Regions from separate parts of the Ovis aries genome. Here region 1 is linked to region 2. The links are chromatin contacts, called in public Hi-C maps. All regions are on one chromosome and are shown on one strand. Each heading gives the region's core, a stretch centred on a gene start, on an enhancer-like site or on the middle of the called end of the contact. The rest is flanking DNA. Distances are from core to core; before and after follow the strand shown. Region 1 holds the start of LZIC (leucine zipper and CTNNBIP1 domain containing). Region 2 holds the start of CENPS (centromere protein S).

Evidence for each region. Hi-C and Micro-C count contacts between places; a contact is called where the count stands out from the background.
Region 1: a contact with region 2 is called in a Hi-C map of skin fibroblasts, with 5 times the contacts expected there. The contact joins the promoter of LZIC here to the promoter of CENPS in region 2. A contact is called at or near these places in 2 of 16 Hi-C or Micro-C datasets (skin fibroblasts and tail adipose tissue).

Annotation. Positions count from the first base shown.
Region 1 is chr12:42,862,553-42,865,252 of ARS-UI_Ramb_v3.0, reverse strand. LZIC (leucine zipper and CTNNBIP1 domain containing) reads right to left here and starts at 1,431. Exons shown (of 8, transcript XM_042257272.2): 1 at 1,380-1,431; 2 at 686-844. It overlaps NMNAT1 (nicotinamide nucleotide adenylyltransferase 1), which reads left to right. Exons shown (of 7, transcript XM_015099223.4): 2 at 1,038-1,203; 3 at 2,333-2,461.
Region 2 is chr12:42,405,027-42,407,726 of ARS-UI_Ramb_v3.0, reverse strand. It overlaps CENPS (centromere protein S), which reads left to right and starts at 1,309. Exons shown (of 4, transcript XM_060396498.1): 1 at 1,309-1,437. The coding sequence starts at 1,384.

The DNA.
Region 1 (2,700 bases), core at 182-2,681, 460 kb before region 2:
TCCCTCCCAGTCACTCGATTGTGACTTATTTGAGAATAAGGGTTTTACATTTTCTTTACACACCACCAACTAGCACAATGCTGGGCAGACAGAAAGTACTGGATAAACAAACGAATAAAAGTAAACGAATAATGAGAATTGACTGCTTTATCCACTGCATTCTACATCTTAGTCTCTATTAAGCACTATATCTGATGAATTATATGTGATTTCATTATAGCTTGTGGTTTGTCTTCCTCTCCAGACTGTAAACTGCGAGCAGAAAATTGAGTCTGAATCCTTTCTTAGAGTCTTCAGCACTTAATACAAACCAGATAGTCAATAACTGAATGAACTGTATAAAGGCACTAAGTGAAAGGAAAGTGAAGTCGCTCAGTCGTGTCCGACTCTTTGCGACCCCATGGACTGTAGCCTGCCAGGCTCCTTTGTCCATGGGATTTTCCAGGCAATAGTACTGGAGTGGATTGCCATTTCCTTCTCCAGGTAAGGGTATTTTAAAACAATTTCAGGGAAGATAGAAACTCTTTAAAAACCCTACCCTGATGCTACATTATTTGAGATTTAGCTCAGAAAGATTAACTCGCGGGCACCACCTAGTATCCAATAAAGGTGGTGCACCTTTTACCAAAACTACAGAATACTCTCAAAAATTAATCTGGAGACGAAGTTACTCATTCACGCTCACCTGTCTCTTAGTACTCTTAACTCTGCTCAGTGCTGACCGGTCTCAATTGGCATAAACCTCCAATTCTTGAAGTTCCAAGCGTCTTAAACTTGAGGAAAGCGAAACTTCTCATCAGGACTAAACAGGCTCAGAGTTCAAACCACCTAGGGGTGGAGTTGTCTGGGAAAAAGGAAACGATTAACGAGTGGTTTTATTTACTATATATAAACGTGGCCTAAAGCAGTCCCGAAAATTCCACTTAGGCAGCCAGAGAATATAACAAAACCTCTCTTTCGAGGAAGACTTCAAATGGGCGGTAGGGGGTTGGAGGAAGGGGGAGAAACCCATTTTCTCTCGACTGTGTCTCCGACAGTCGTTCTCAGGTTTTTCTGAAGTCAAGAGGGGTGACAAAGGAGAACCCCGCACCCGGACCTGCCTTGAGGGAAGCTGTCCAACCCAGAAGCACGGAAACAGTCAAGGTGGAGCGCACAAGTTTTCCTGCCTGGAAATGAGCAGCGGACCTCAAGCATTCGGACGCGGTAAGGAAGCAGCTCCGGTCACAGCCCCAAATCCCACTTCCCACCGGAGAACTTGAAGCTCCCACATTTGGGCCCTGCGGCGGCGGGCTCGACTAGGCCCGGCTGCCACCAGAGGTCGCCGGGAATCCGCTGTCCCCAAAACTCTTCCGCTCGTCCCAGACCAGAAATCAAACTACCTCCTCAGGGCTCTCGAGGTCCCCTCTCCACCTCCGCCTACCCGAAGGTTCCAGAGTTAGGAGCCAGGGGCCCCGCCTACCTGAGCTCGGCGGAAGCTTGCCGGAGAAGCACTTCACTCAGACGCACGCACATCCGGTTTCCCGGAGCCAATGTGGGTGCGGCCGTGGGTGTTACCCTCATTTGTGTTCGGGCTGCGGAGCGTCTCCCGGAGGATTCGGGCCGCTCTGCCCTGAAAACGTGGTGAGGCCGTGGTGAAGCCGTGGTAAGTCCCCACACCTAGCTGTTGAGAATCTGTCTCTGGCCGAGGCAGCCCAGGATTCCTTTTTAAAGCCGCCAACATAGACGAGTCCAAGATGTTAGGCTCTTTGAGGGTCAAATACAACTGTCCCTGAAGCGAGATCACATTCAACTTTGGGACAAGGAGTCTTGCCCCTTCATTTTTTCAGCTTCTCTCCGTGGAACCAAAACCCTTGGTAAATTTCCCTTTGGCCTTTGGAACAGGTGACTTAACTCTGAAAAAAAAACTAAATTCTTTCCTAGAAGCTTCTTGGGCTTGGTGGAAGCGAGGTGGAAGCGAGGTGGAAGCTTGGGCGCTTCTCTTTTTTCTGAACTGCTTCTTTCCAAATCTGTAAAAGACCAGATCCACCTTCCTGGTAGCGGTTTGATACTCACTCTTTTTGAGAAGACTATTAGCTGTTGGCACCATTCTTAAAAGTTACTCAGAAATTAAGTGAAAACCGTCTTCAGATGTTCGCAGCCCATATCCTTGAAGTTATTAGTCCACAGGACAACATCAAGGTTTACGGAGAAATTGTTTCTCCGGTTTTGTCTTTAAAAATAATTGTTTCTATCACTCAGGATAAACTTCCAAGATTACCATAGAACTCCACCAAAATGAATTATCTGTCCGATCATAGAATTTCTTGCTTATCACAGTAAGTTGTCTTTTCAGGGTTACAGTTTGTATGTGAAACCACTGTTCCAAGTTCAACTTACGAAAGACTGTTGACACACAAGTTGGAATGGTTCCAATAGCCTACTTTGCAAAACGCTTTGGATTCACAGAACTTCCGTTGTAAAAGTAAGTAAGTGTTATATTAATAAAATTAGCTCTAATTTTTGATATGTGAATATGGGTGGAAGTGTCAACGTTTGGGAATGATATGGATCTCCCAGTGGCAAATAATTAGGGTCAGTGCCACAGAAAACAAAATTGGGGAATATACGCCTTTTATCTTTTGACGATGTTGCTGAATAAACATCTCCCTGTGTTTGTACCCTAATTTTGATGATGATAATAAGATGTTCTATTTAGGCATT
Region 2 (2,700 bases), core at 60-2,559:
TCAGGGTCTTTTCCAATGAGTCAAACAAGTCTGCTGCTGCTGCTAAGTCACTTCAGTCGTGTCTGACTCTGTCTTTAGTTCCCCAGAGATGGCAGCCCACCAGGCTCCCCCGTCCCTGGGATTCTCCAGGCAAGAACACTGGAGTGGGTTGCCATTTCCTTCTCCAATGCATCATAGTCTAGTTTGTAACAAATGCTGAGTTCAGCTTCTTCATATTGGTTGCTTGAAATCTGGCAATAGTGGGAGTATTTACACCAAAAAACCCTGCAAATCAGGGTTTAATTCCTTGTTGACTGCTTACGGAAGGGGGGGGGGGAGGTGGATGTTAATAATGCATATTGAACTTGAATGTGCATGGTGTCTGTACCCTTTGTAGCATGAATAGCATAAGTTGAGGAAATATTCTTCCAGTACTTGACACTATTATTCAGTTCAGTAGAGAAGTTTCTTCCTCACATCATCCAAAAATGAGTGAAACTTAAAGAGTGAAGCTGGGAAGGAGGAAAACTTTCTTCAGTTGAAGAAAGTTTGGAAGCAGTGCAAATCTGTTAGGTTTCGCTATTTTTCACTTCTCTTTTTTTTAAAGTCTTCACTGAATTTATTATAGGGCTTCCCTGATAGCTCAGTTGGTAAAAATAGTGCTTCTGTTTTCTCTTTTTGCCACAAGGCATGTGGGATCTTAGCTCCTGTCCCCGGGATTGAACTCCACTGGATGGACCACCAGGGAAGTCCCTTATTTCCGTTTTTTTTTTAAATTCATGGCCGCCTGGCATGTGGGTTCTTAGTTCCCACACCAGGGATTAAATCGGCACCCCCTGCAGTGGAAGTGAGGAATCTTAGCCATTGGACCGCCAGGGAGTCCTGGTAAGTCCCTTAATTCTTAACATAAAGGAAAATCAGCTAACACTTGGGTCAAAACTATATTCCTTTGGCAACGGCAATGGGGTGAGAAACTTTTCGCTGAAGGGGATAGAAATCAAACATTTATCAGTGATCTGACTTTGTGACACTATAGAATTATAAAAAACTCACACTAGATTTAGCAAGGCATATCGAGGTTGCAGTCGCATGGAATTTACAATCGACTTGCGAACCCTTGTCCCTACACACATTGTTTCTGAGAACTGGTGTTGACAACTGTGCGGGACGCAGAGTTGGGCCTGAGGTCTCCGGGGAGCTTGGCTGGGGCCAGGCAGGCGCAGGCGCGCTGTGAGGCCCCCTTCCCAGAGTCGCCGCCAGGGGGCGGGCGAGGCAGCCGGCAGCTTCGCGCTTTGGCCCCCAGCGCGGCCCGTCGCCCGGCGCCGCGGCGGGAAAATCCGACCAGGTCTCCCAGGCGGCCGCGTCTTTCTGTCCTGGCGCGCCTGCCAGGATTCGCCCGTGGTGATGACGGAGGAGGAGGAGTGGTCCGAGGAGCAGCAAAGCTTCTCTTACCGACAGGTACAGGAGAACGGGGTCCTGGCGGGGCTGGGGAAGGACGGCGTCGAGATTCTGCGGGGAAAAAGGCGCCGCCTCAGCCCAGCCGCGTCTTCGTACCGAGGCCCCAGGTCGGAAGTCGAGCTCGGCCGCCTCCGGCCTCTGGCGCCTGCGCATGAGCCGACCCGGCTGCCGCGGGGGGTGCTGGGAGACGGTTTCCTTGGTTTGGCGGGTCGGGGCTTGGGGTGGCTGAGTGAGAGGGAAGATTCGGGGAAGATACCTGCCGTGCACCGGGAGTCCGGCGGCGGAGGCCCCTCTGGCTTTGTGACAGGCTCAGTCTCCTCGGACAGGGTTGTTCTGAGGCACGCGGCACGAGCTCTAAAAATGTTGGCTCCTCGAATCGGTGCGTCCATCCTGCGGGGGAGGAGACGGCCTCGGAACCTGTTGCAAACTCGGCCCTCCGGCTCCGGAACCCATCGGATGTGGGTTCAAATCTCGACTCCGCACAGTGTTGTGTTGACTCTCCCCGAACTCATTTTCCTGGATGGAAAAATCAGGGTGATAATAACCAGCTCTCGGCGTAGTTGCTGGTATTCAGTCCTTCACTTAGCACCGCGAATAAATACCGTGTGGGAGAGTCGTGAGAAAAACCAAGAATCTCAGAGGCTTAACCGAAGAGAATTGAGAATGAGGTCAGGAAAGGGGCGCTTCCTAAATTTCAGAAGCTGTTTACCCACCGTCTCCCTTTATTTTGAAGTTCGAGCCTTCAGAAAAGGTTGCAAATTAGCGCATTCATCACCCATGTGCCCCTCACCTCGAGTAACCAGTTAACATTTTGCTGTATTTGCTCCCTTCTTTTCTCGAAATTATTTGAGAATTAAATACACTTGATGCTTCACCTTTAAATTTTAATGCTTTAACATGCTTCTTCCAAGGTCATAATATCTGATCACATTCAAGAAACTTAATAATTGATAAAATCCTTTATCTAATATAAATCCATATTCCGTTTTCCCCAGTTGTCCCAAAGATATTCTTTCATGGTCTTTTTTTCTTCACCCAGGATCCAGTTGGGGATCATGCATTGTGTCTAGTCCTGGCTTTGGTCTCTCCTGGAACGGTTCTCCACCTCCTTTGGGTTTCATGACATTGGTGGTTTCGAAGAGTTCATTCATGGCAAAGATGTGGGAGATAAACTCTTTGAGAGCAGGGACTGTTCTTTTGAGTTTTGTGTTCTCAGCCCCTAGTACAGAGCCTAGCTCTCAACAGACAATAAATGCTTACTGA